4 separate regions of the Mus musculus genome follow, and all the other regions are linked to region 3. A link is a contact called in public ChIA-PET and HiChIP or PLAC-seq data. All regions are on one chromosome and are shown on one strand. The core of a region is the stretch at or near the end of the contact, and the rest is flanking DNA. Distances in the headings are between cores, read along the strand shown.

Region 1 (2,700 bases), core at 188-2,687, 270 kb after region 3:
GACATGGCCCAAGGACAGTTTTCTACAAAAGAAGCCAAAGAATAGTCACCAATCCTGTGGACCAGCCCTGGACAGCCTTAGTTCACCCCATGCCTGATGATTCCTCATCCTTCCTAGGAACACATGCAAGCCCACTTGCATGAGAGAGGTGGGGGTCAAAGTACTATGTAGGGGAGCCTGCAGTGTCTGGGATGACCATCCTTACTGTAAGGTATTAAATCCCTTAGTCTGCCTAGTATGGACTTCCTATGCGTGCCAGGGAAGTGAAGAGTACTTCCTCAGGTCATGTCATCACTAAATTATCATCAGTACTCGGCTCATTAATCCAAGCGTCTCTGACTGAGCCCCATCCAGTTCTGGAGGAAGACAACTGGAAATCGCCTCCTCCCTGGATCCAGCCCAGCCTCGCCCAGCACTTTGAGGTGGGGGTGAGCCTCTCCTCAGATCTGCCCTGGTTGCCAAGGGCCACACATGCCCATCTCAGACGCAGTTCTTCCCATCTCTTCAATGGCCTAGGGGTCACCCAGGGGACCGACCCAGCAACTGCCTCTATCCCAGGGTTGTACCGTGTCCTGCGATGCCGGAAAGAAGGGGTAGAGTGGGTGTGCAGTACACAGAGATTGGAGGTACTATCCGAGATGTTTGTGCAAAGAAGGACGCACGGGAGGATGGGCCTGTACGAGAAAAAGATGTAGTCCATGTTTGCAGCCACTGAGAGTGAGTAGATGGGCAGGATTTGGAGGCACTTGGGGCGGTAGCTAAGGGGAACAGACCACACCCACGTGCAGGTGAGTGGCCGGATACACCCAGCTCTGATGAATCGTAACTCTAGGCGGCGGAACGCAATCCGGTGCTGAGGACACCAAAGCGCCACCCTGCCCATTTCGGAGCTCCCAACCCTCCCCTCCGCCGGCTACGTTACATCTTTCCTTCAGTTGCTGAGGGTGTGTGTGTCAAGACCGCGAACGCAGAACAAACACGGACAGGATGCCCACGGTGTCCCAGGCCGCCCCTTGCCCCGCGCGCGCGCACTGACATTCGGAACTCTTTTGGTCGAACCCCTCCGGAGGCGCAAAGCCGGCACAGCCTCTCGCCCACCCAGGCCTGAGAGGCCGGCGCTGGCATACACGCCTGGCGTGGCCATGGCCCGGGCTTCTCAATCAGGACTCCGTGGTTCTGGGCCGGCTCGCAGCTGGAGCCGGCGACACTCCTGCGAGCCGCGCCGCGCTCCTAACCGTGCGGCGTGAGGCTGCTTCCAGCCAAAGTCGCGCCCTCACCCGCGAGGTCTGTTCTGGATCCTCGGCGGCTCGCGTGCGCAGGCCTGAGAGTCGTGGGGTGCCGGCCTGGGAGGGACTACGAAGTTTCAGAGCAGTGCAGGGACACTCACTGGAGCCCGGAGGGAAGGGGCGCGCCTGTTTTAAAAGCTTGGAGGAACTCCGCCCCCACCTTAGCTGTACGCCACTGACTGCCACACCCTCGGGCTGCCGAATCGCCCCCAACCCTCCCTTGCCGCGCCCCTTTGCCCTCGCCACGCCCCCGACCGCCAGGGCGGTCCCCAACCCCCGCCTACGCCGCTTTCTGCACTTGCCCGTGGGCTAGCGCCCTAAGCCGCCCACGCTCCCGCGTGTTCACCCGCTGGCGCCCGCTCTCGGTTCCGCATCCCTCTCCCAGGTTAGGAAGTGGCCGGGTCTCTGGAGAGCGGCTTGCGGTGAGTTCTGATAAGTGCGTTGAGCACCTCTTTCCTTAACCCCAACCCAACCTTCGGTGGCTTCCCAGTGATTCTACAGACCTTGAGCTTCCTATTGTCCCTGGGGCACACACTTAAGTAAAGTACTATTCTCCAGCCACTCCTTCCCACTCCGTGATAGCTTCCACACAGTTCCTTTCACTGTTGCTCAAGCGTGTTAGGGGGTGGGTGAGTTGGAAAGGCATTTGGAGTGTTGCGGGAATTTGCATATAAATAGGCATGGTGAGCCAAGTTGGCATTCGGATTGAAGGTACGGAGGGTCCTGAAGTCTCCCCTACACACACACACACACACACACACACACACACACACACAGACGCGCGCGCTCGTTATTCCAGGATCCCTCCCATCTCTAAGAACCGTGATGACTCAGGGATAGCCGCACGCTGCCTTTGTTGGGGTAAGCAGGCCCTGGGAGGAGGCTACATGCCATGTTGTTCACTTAGCTCTTAGGAACTCCTCTCAGTATCTTCTCCTTAGAATCCTAGCCCTAAACCCGGCAGTTGTGGCGCACGCCTTTAATCCCAACACTTGGGAGGCAGAGGCAGATGGATTTTTTGAGTTTGAGGCCAGCCTGGTCTACAAAGTGAGTTCCAGGACAGCCAGGGCTACACAGAGAAACCCTGTCTCGAACACTCCCCTTCCCCCCAAAAAAAAGACTCCTAGCTCTATCCAGGCTGGTGGTGTTGCAGGGTGGGGGTTCAGGAAAGCTGAAGAGCCTGGCAGAATGGCTGACTCAGGGTCGGGATCCCTCTTCCACCCCAGTCTCTCATGTTATGTCTTTTGCATAGCTTCCTAGCAGCACCCCAATACTTGGTTGGTCCAAACCCTTCCAGTTCCAGAAAATCTCTGGAGACTTAAGGAACAATTTCCCCAACCTCTCCTTATTAGGAGGAGAAAGGAGCCAGGAGTACCCACTCCCACCCCCACCCCAGTCTGTAGACTCCTGCACC
Region 2 (2,700 bases), core at 51-2,550, 330 kb after region 3:
GAGGCAGCATTCCTCAGGCACCTGTGAAGGTGCTTCCACTCTACCAAGAAAGACAGAGAGACAGAAAGAAAGAAAGAAAGAAAGAAAGAAAGAAAGAAAGAAAGAAAGAAAGAAAGAGAGGGAGAGAGAGAAAGAAAGAAAAGAAGGAAGAAAGGAAGGAAGGAAGGAAATAAGGCATTTATCACTTTATTTATTTTATGTGTATAGATGGGTAAAAAAAATTTTTTTTGAAGATTATTATGTGAGTACACTGTTGCTGTCTTCAGACTCACCAGAAGAGGGCATCAGACCCCATTACAGATGGTTGTGAGCCACCATGTGGTTGCTGGGAATTGAACTCAGGACCTCTGGAAGAACAATCAGTGCTCTTAACTGCTGAGCCATTTCTCCAGCTCCCTCATTTTCATATAAAGGAATACTTTGGAGCTATGAAAATCAATGAACTATATGAACATGTACAGCTGTGAATGGTGAAAGTTTTTTTTTTTAAAGATTTATTTATTTATTATATGTAAGTACACTGCAGCTGTCTTCAGACACTCCAGAAGAGGGCGTCAGATCTTGTTACAGATGGTTGTGAGCCACCATGTGGTTGCTGGGATTTGAACTCGGGACCTTAGGAAGAGCAGTCGGGTGCTCTTACCCACTGAGCCATCTCACCAGCCCAGGTGAAAGTTTTAAGAATCTAAATTGAGCCCCTTTATGTCAACCCTTCCAAAAGGGAAGTAATGTCAAATTATGAATAATTTTAAATCATGATTGCTTGATAGTGGATATCAGAGAAGAGTGCCAGAGCCATAGCTTGTATAGAGTCCACTGCACCCTTAAATTAAAAAGTACTTCTACAAGGACATCTACCTAGCAATGTCTGTTTCACCTTAAACTGACACCTGGTTTTGTTATTAGTCAGCAGTGTCACAGTTGGTTTTGAAATATCTGATGAAGTCTTCTTCATTTTTGTCATTCAAACCTGGTACCTGTCTCAGCCGCCTTGGTCACAGCAGCAGTCTGCTGCCCAGGCACACCCTCTGCAAGTTCTGCTCCCCACTGCACTGCTGTGCTGGCCCCCAGCACACACAGCACAATCTGAAGAAATCCTAGCAGCATAATCCTGAGCCCCAAAGCAAGCCTGAGGACAACACACATGCTGGGATTTTATCTGGGTTAAGTTAAAAACAGAAAATGTTTAAGGATAATAGTCTGAGGCTAAAGCAAGTTTTTAGGGATTAGGTCCTGGGCAGCCTGCCTGACCAAGGACACATGAAGGACAGGAATGACTGGGAAGCTGAACAGCAAGAATCCTTATGACAGTAAAAGCCACTGGGCTATGGAAGGGAAAAAGTACTGGACCAGAAGCAGTTCAAGGAGAAGTGCTCTTCCTCCTCAGCCATCAGCACTCTAAAGGGCAGAACCTCTGTCTGCATCTAACTACCACAGATGCCAACTCCTTACAGCCTCAGGCAAGGGTTTCCCTTCAACAGAGCTCAGGATCTGACCAATCAATGCTTTCATCAAGCTTTGATCAATCACACTAAGGAGCTCAAGACACACAGTTTGAGGGATGAAACTCATCATATTCTAATTACGGGCAGATTTTAAGATACTAACAACATCTGCATTTCAGGGCCTTTTATCTTTGCAATCCCCCTTCCAAAGCCTGAGAAAGCCCTAGGCATTCTGTGTGGTTTTCTTTTAAGAGACAGGATATGGTAGTACATGCCTAAGATCTGAGGCAGGAGCCTCTCAAGTTCAACGCCTCTCTGTATTATAAAGTATGTTCAAGGCCAGTCAGGAAACTTGGAGAGACCCCCATATTAAAATAAAAATTAGCAATAATAAAACTACCCAGAACATATACTTAGTGGAAGAACATACACTTACTGCCTGTATGTGTAAGGCTTTTTTTTTTTTTTTTTTGGTTTTTCGAGACAGGGTTTCTCTGTGTAGCCCTGGCTGTCCTGGAACTCACTTTGTAGACCAGGTTGGCCTCGAACTCAGATATCTGCCTGCCTCTGCCTCCTGAGTGCTGGGATTAAAGGCGTGTGCCACCACCACCAGGCTATGTGTAAGGCTTTTACTTAAGCTCTAAACTTAAACTTAAGCTCTAGTAATCCTGTGACAGTAACTCTAAACTCTAAACTAGTAAAATGTTTAATACACAGAGTAGGGAAACTCTTGTTAAAGTTATTGTTTCTATAGAATTGTTCTATAGCACAAACGATATGCACTGGGATAATGTGAAATCTAAGTTTTCTAGAGAGAGGGCTGAAAGAGGGTTTTGCTATCCAGTCTTGACTTGAACTTAGTATGTGGACAGCCTGGCCTTGAAATGGTGATCCATTTACCGCAATTTTCCAAGTGCTGGGAGCACAAGAGAGCCGGATTACAAAATATGCCACCATACCCTGATGAAGTTTAAGATCTTAAAATGGCGTGACTGGGTTGGGGAGTGGCTCAGGGGTAGAGTGTTTGCACAGCATACAGAAGAACTGGAGTTGTGCAAAACATAAACGATGTGACTAATAAGGGCACAAACATTTCTAGTTGTACTCTTCATTATTACACAGAGACTGGATACATTAAATCTTGTTGGATAATACAATAATGCAAAATCAGTTTTCTAATGAGCCCTTTGCTGAGAAGATGCAAACACATGGGAGGCAGAGCAGGTGGGTCTCCAGTGTGAGGCCACTCTGGGCA
Region 3 (2,700 bases), core at 135-2,634:
CCTCCCAGAGTTTCCCAAATGAAGGCCTTTGTTTTCCAGGGATTGACTCTCCAACAGCAGCTCTATGGAGGGTTGGCTTAGAGAAGAAAAGACGAGATTTTAAAGCCCTAGCTCTGCTCTTTCCAGCTATTTCCCTCTCCTCTAGCTTATGTACAGCGACCAAAGACCAAATGGCAAAATTAAGTTGGTCCCATCCCTAGGAAAACACACAACATAGCCCACAGGTCCTTTTAAGAAAATCATGAAGGGCAACAACAAATAAAGATGCCACACTCATGGGCTAAAAAATAGTGCACAAATGATATGCCGGGGCACCCAGGGAAGGTACATAGGGAATTTAAAAAAGAAAAAAATGCAGTCTAGTGTCCTGAAACAGAGTAAGAGATGGAGAAGTCTGAAATGGAGATGTGGCGTGCAGACAAAGAAAAGGTTGAAGATACAGGGCGGTGAAATGTCATCCTAGAGTGGTCACTCACTGGAGTCCCCCAAAATGACCACGAACTTGTTGTGTAGCAGCTGCTGGACTTCTGAGGCATGGAAGTGGACCATGGCGCTTCCCAGCAGGCGGTGTGGCATCTCGTTTTCCAAACAGAAGACCATGCTGCCACTGACACCAGCTGCAGGGAGAGGCCAATAAGCTGACAGAGGGCAGGGACTCTAGGTAGGTCCGGTCTGTTCCAAGATGACCCATGCGCGCTGGCCCCTCCCTGGCTGCTCTGTGTAATGGGGAGGAAAGTGGGAGCGGCAAGGCGAATCCCAACACGGCAGCAGCCTTTATCACACTCGGAGGGAAGAAGGGTCACTTGGGCCGTAGTCTTAGACTACAGCGCTTCGCGCGCGCAGAGACGCCTTTGCCCTGCCACGTGTCAACGGCGGCCCCGCGCGTGCGCATTCGTCCGCTCGCGCCAGTTACCAAGTCTCTCGGGGGCTCCAGGGATTCACGGGCCAGTAGGGCAGGCCCAGGTGCCGTGCGACAGCGTCTCGGCAGCGATGTCCTGATCTAGAGTCAATGATCCCATGCCCCTGGAGAGCGGTGGGTTCTGCAAAGATCCCGCCCCACAGAGCCCGGGTGCCCAGGTTAGCTGTAGGTACGCAGCTCGACGCCCAGCGCTCGCCATGCGTGCGCTACGGTGGTCCAGCCAACGCCTCCAGCATCTGTGCCTCAGATGCTCATGGCTCCCACTTTCGGTCACCCGTGTCCCGCCCTATGCGATCCCCAACGCCGGAGGAGTCAGAAAGGCAGCGAGGTTGGCCGCTGTGGAGGACAGAAACCAGGGCTAGGTCCACTCGGGCCGCCGCGCCGAGGGCAGGACGATAGCTCAGCGTAGCTTGCCCACAGTTCTGATGGCCGCTAAGGCGGCCTCGTCACGTGACCCCGAAGGGCGGAAGCGGAAGTGCGGCCTGAGCTTGCGCTAGGCGGGTTTTTCCTCGGCGACTCTTGCCGCCAGCTGTACTAGACATGGACTGTTACACTGCGAACTGGAATCCACTCGGGGACTCTGCCTTTTACAGGTGAGCTGCCCGACGCCCCACCTTCCGTCCCACAGCCCAGCTTACCTTGCTTGTCTGCTGCTGGCTTGAGCCTCCCGGCAGAGCCAGCAATGCTCGCCCCGGCCACTACGCGTGCTGGCGTCCGTCCCTATGGCGGCTCGCCTGAGCGTCTGCCACTTTACGCACTTTAGGGGCAGCAATCTGGTCCTTCCTTTGCGCCAACTGAGGCAAGCTGAGAAGCCACCCCTAAACCGAGGTCTGTTGGCCTCCGGAAGGATGCTTAGATCACGTAGAGGGAGGCCGCCCCGCGGCGACAGCGAGTGCCAGTCTCCTTCCGGAAACTGCTGAAGTCGGACCACAGGGGCTCTCACAGGAAGGCGGGATCGCCACAGCGGGCGGGGTGACAGTACTGACCAAAGCTGAGAAAAGGGGATGAACCGCTTTTCAGTCTTGGGGCACTATTAATGAGGAACCCGAGGCAGTGGCAACTCACCGGGGTTGGAGTGCCCTTAGCTGTGGGTCTTTCTCAAGGCTAAAACTAGTAACGTGATTACAATGGTTACCGTCTCGTTGGCTTTATTTCTTTTTAAGATATAAAGTACAAACTGCTTGTGGAGCGCTCATCAATTGGTCAGCCTACATTTGTCACTCTCTGAGTGGTTTCCAACTTAACCTCAATCATCCTCAATCCGTGGGTGTACCAGCTTCACAGAATTAATTGCAGGACCTCATCACACCAGGCAATTCCATGGCTTTGTGTTTGCACAGTTCTATAGTCGCTTCTATGGGCATTGCTATTTTCCTCTTTATCACCCTGAAGAATGTTGCTCATCTTTCAGGACCTGCTTGGTTTTCCTACAGTAGAATCCTTTTATGCCTCACAAAGGTCCAGTTGTAGAGTCTTATCATATGTGGCACACGAGGGCAGTGTTGGTATGAGTTTCTCGTGCTAAGCTCTTGAAGGCTAAGAATACTTCTATTTCCCATGCATATTTAGGCTAGTGCCTGTTACCTAATAGTTGGTCAGCCTTTGGTGGCCCACGCCTCTTAATCCCAGCACTCTGAGATTCAGGCCACCCTGCTCTATAGCTCAGGCCAGACAGGGCCACATAGTAAGACCCTGTCTTGAAATAATAACAGAAACAAGCAAAACCTAATCATTACCCAACAAAATGGTAAAGAATGTTTTATTGATGTACCCGAAGATCA
Region 4 (2,700 bases), core at 170-2,669, 310 kb after region 3:
TACAGTCTCTGAAGCCTAAAGCAATACAGATCAATAAACTGGACATTCAACCTCCAGCGGACCTTGGGGCTGCTCTCATCCCACAGAGGACAGCACTGTCCCACAGGACTATTATCAAAAGGTCTGAGTCCATGGAGAGACATCAGACCTGAGGGCAGTCTGGCAGGTCAGGTGAACCTGTGCCTGTGTGGGTCTTAGGAAGACCAGTGGGGGCGGGGGAGCGGGCGCAGCCTGCCAGAGCTATGTCCTGAGCTCCTAGGAACAACTCACCTGTAGAAAGGCCTTGGCTTCATTCCAGATTAGGACATCCTCCTCGGTCCTGCCCAATCATCAGAGCCTCAGGGAGAACAGGCTGTGCTAAATTCTAGAGTTTCCCCACGGGATCCTGGCTGTTCAAGTGTTATTTACTTATTTTTCATTTTATAGAGGCTCTGCTATGTAGCCCAATGGTGGCTTGGAACTTGCTATCTAGAACATGCTGGCCTTGAACTTGTGGAATCCTGCTTCAGCCTCCAAAGTGTAAGGATTACCAGCCCGTGTCAGTATGCCTGGCTTGCACTATGGTTGGCTTGCTCAAGAAAGCTGAGTGATGGGCTGGTGAGATGGCTCAGTGGCTCACCCGACTGCTCTTCCGAAGGTCCAGAGTTCAAATCCCAGCAACCACATGGTGGCTCACAACCATCTGTAACGAGATCTGACGCCCTCTTCTGGAGTGTCTGAAGACAGCTACAGTGTACTTACATGTAATAAATAAATAAAAATTAAAAAAAAAAAGAAAGCTGAGTGAGTCCTAGCAGGCTCCTGCTCCCTGGCTTCTGTCCTTGGACCTATGTGCACCAATATCCAATGCAGTGCTTGTATGGGCCTGAGTGCAGGACCCCAGACACTGCTTCCATTGATGTGTGTATACCATGTGCATGGTATAAGTTCAGGGAACCTGAGACAGCAACACATTTGAAAATAAAGGATTTCTGAAGGGAAAGGACTTCAGTGAGTTCAAGGCCAGCATAGGTTAGGAAATGCGTGCCTGGTCAGCTAAGGCTATGGAACAAGGCCAGTCTGTTTTTGTTTGTTTCGTCTTAGATGTATTTATTTTATGCCAAGATGGTTAAACTTCCAAAAAAGAAGATCCCTTTTATAACCACGTCTATTTCACTATCGCCTACCATATCCCTAAAAGCTTGGCAACTATACATCTGACTCTTCAAAGTACAAGAGCACTCTAGGAGCTGGGGCGTGGCTGCTAGAATACAAGCAACATGTCAATTCCCTGCAGTAAACTGGGCCTAGTGACCCATACCTACAGTCCCTGCATTTGGGATGTAGATCACAGATTCAAAGTTATCCTCCGCTACATTTGAGGTTGGCTCTCAAGAAATGAGGCCCTGTCTCAAAAATGAAACAGAAACAAATTAAAACCCTTTACTTTCATTTTTGAAACAGTTGCCACAGCCTCTGAGATGGTAGGAAGCTGAGTGGAAGCAGCCACTCTGGAAAGCAAAGAAAGCCCCATCCTATATCATAAAGTTTTCTCCAAAGATCAAAGCAGCACTCGTGATGGGGGAGGGGGAGGGGGAGGGGGAGGGGGAGGGGCTGGAGAGCGAGCTCAGCCATCGGGAGCACTTGCTGTTGTTCTTCCAGAGGTTCTGAGTGTGAGACTCAGAGCTCACCCGGGTAGCTCAGCCTCTTGTAACTCTAGCTCCAGAGGATCTAATGCCCTCCCTGGCCTCATGAACAACAGCATACACATGACGTATATAGATATTTACACATAAAAAACCCAAAAACCAGACTGGAGAGACAGCTCTGAGGTTAAGAGCACTTGCTGCTCTTACAAAAGACTCAGCTTCAGTCCTGACACCTACATGGTGGCTCACAATGAATAGTCTCTAACTCCAGTTCTAGGGCAGTCTGATGCCTCTTCTGGTCCCCATTTGGACATTGCACGCACATGTTATACATACATACACAGAAGCAAAACACTCATACACATTAAAAAAAATCCTCAAAAAAAAATCAGAGATATACTGATAAAAAAAGAAGCAGGGGGCTGGAGTGATGGCTCAGTGGTTAAGAGCACTGACGGCTCTTCCAGAGGTCCAGAGTTCAATTCCCAGCAACCACATGGTGGCTCACAACCATCTGTAAAGGGATCTGATGCCCTCTTCTGGTGTGTCTAAAGACAGCTACAGTGTACTTATGTATAATAAATAAATAAATAAATAAATAAATCTTTAAACAACAACAAAACAAACAAAAGCTGGACTTGAGAAACAAGCCAAGTGTTATGTTGAATCTGCAATCCTAGCATTCTGTAGACTGAAGCAGGAGGACAACAGGTTTGAGGGAGAAAATTCTTGATGTGAGGAACCCCTGCCATCTTCCTTAACCAACAACCTCAATAATGCCTAGTGTCAAGGAGTCTTACAGGCTATGAAGCAGGTAACTATATGTTATCTTTTGAATTAAAAAAAAAAATGGGTCGAATCTGTACATGCCTTAGTAAAGAGCTACAGCACTTAGCTGCTAATCTCATATAGTCCAGCCTGGCCTTGAACTCATTATATAGCCAAAGGTTGACCTTCCTGATTCTACCTCCCAAGTCCTGGATTTGTAAGTGTGTACCATCATGGCTGCACATAGCTGTTACCCTGACGGAGCCCATTAGGGTATCCACTGATGCCCTACATATCCTGTGGT

Evidence for each region. ChIA-PET counts read pairs in DNA pulled down with a chosen protein or histone mark. HiChIP or PLAC-seq counts read pairs in DNA pulled down with a chosen protein or histone mark.
Region 1: an RNA polymerase II ChIA-PET map of memory CD8 T cells shows a contact between it and region 3, with 19 read pairs. The contact joins the promoter of Slc4a11 here to the promoter of Vps16 in region 3. A contact is called at or near these places in 4 of 115 datasets of contacts at active chromatin or transcription factors (embryonic stem cells, extraembryonic endoderm stem cells, large pre-B cells and 1 more) and 2 of 9 other capture datasets (adipose tissue and liver).
Region 2: a contact with region 3 is called in an H3K27ac HiChIP or PLAC-seq map of T-cell acute lymphoblastic leukemia, with 2.5 times the contacts expected there. The contact joins the enhancer-like site here to the promoter of Vps16 in region 3. A contact is called at or near these places in 1 of 39 promoter capture datasets (hippocampal neurons), 2 of 15 datasets of contacts at CTCF or cohesin (large pre-B cells and pro-B cells), 7 of 484 Hi-C or Micro-C datasets (B cells, the G1E-ER4 cell line, LSK cells and 4 more) and 5 of 115 datasets of contacts at active chromatin or transcription factors (the SCID.adh cell line, T-cell acute lymphoblastic leukemia, bone marrow-derived macrophages and 2 more).
Region 4: a contact with region 3 is called in an RNA polymerase II ChIA-PET map of memory CD8 T cells, with 53 read pairs. The contact joins the enhancer-like site here to the promoter of Vps16 in region 3. A contact is called at or near these places in 1 of 39 promoter capture datasets (the C10 cell line), 1 of 484 Hi-C or Micro-C datasets (CD4 T cells) and 4 of 115 datasets of contacts at active chromatin or transcription factors (large pre-B cells, memory CD8 T cells, microglia and 1 more).

The regions. Positions count from the first base shown.
Region 1 is chr2:130,696,082-130,698,781 of GRCm38.p6, forward strand. Slc4a11 (solute carrier family 4, sodium bicarbonate transporter-like, member 11) reads right to left here and starts at 1,438. Exons shown (of 21, transcript NM_001081162.1): 1 at 1,278-1,438; 2 at 567-674; 3 at 1-22. The coding sequence starts at 5.
Region 2 is chr2:130,758,016-130,760,715 of GRCm38.p6, forward strand. All of the region lies in intron 20 of 4930402H24Rik (RIKEN cDNA 4930402H24 gene), which reads right to left. Among named protein-coding and RNA genes, the nearest start is that of Slc4a11, 62 kb to the left of the region's middle. Within about 2 kb of position 1,301, at least 11 of the 459 cell types and tissues checked have an H3K27ac peak or open chromatin away from gene starts, as enhancers often do. A contact at or near this core is called in T-cell acute lymphoblastic leukemia, where this site is marked.
Region 3 is chr2:130,422,936-130,425,635 of GRCm38.p6, forward strand. It overlaps Vps16 (VSP16 CORVET/HOPS core subunit), which reads left to right and starts at 1,385. Exons shown (of 24, transcript NM_030559.3): 1 at 1,385-1,512. The coding sequence starts at 1,460. Pced1a (PC-esterase domain containing 1A) reads right to left here and starts at 1,353. Exons shown (of 7, transcript NM_178762.4): 1 at 477-1,353. The coding sequence starts at 600.
Region 4 is chr2:130,732,247-130,734,946 of GRCm38.p6, forward strand. The region is part of intron 27 of 4930402H24Rik (RIKEN cDNA 4930402H24 gene); the gene reads right to left. Among named protein-coding and RNA genes, the nearest start is that of Slc4a11, 36 kb to the left of the region's middle. Within about 2 kb of position 1,420, at least 22 of the 459 cell types and tissues checked have an H3K27ac peak or open chromatin away from gene starts, as enhancers often do. A contact at or near this core is called in memory CD8 T cells and pro-B cells, where this site is marked.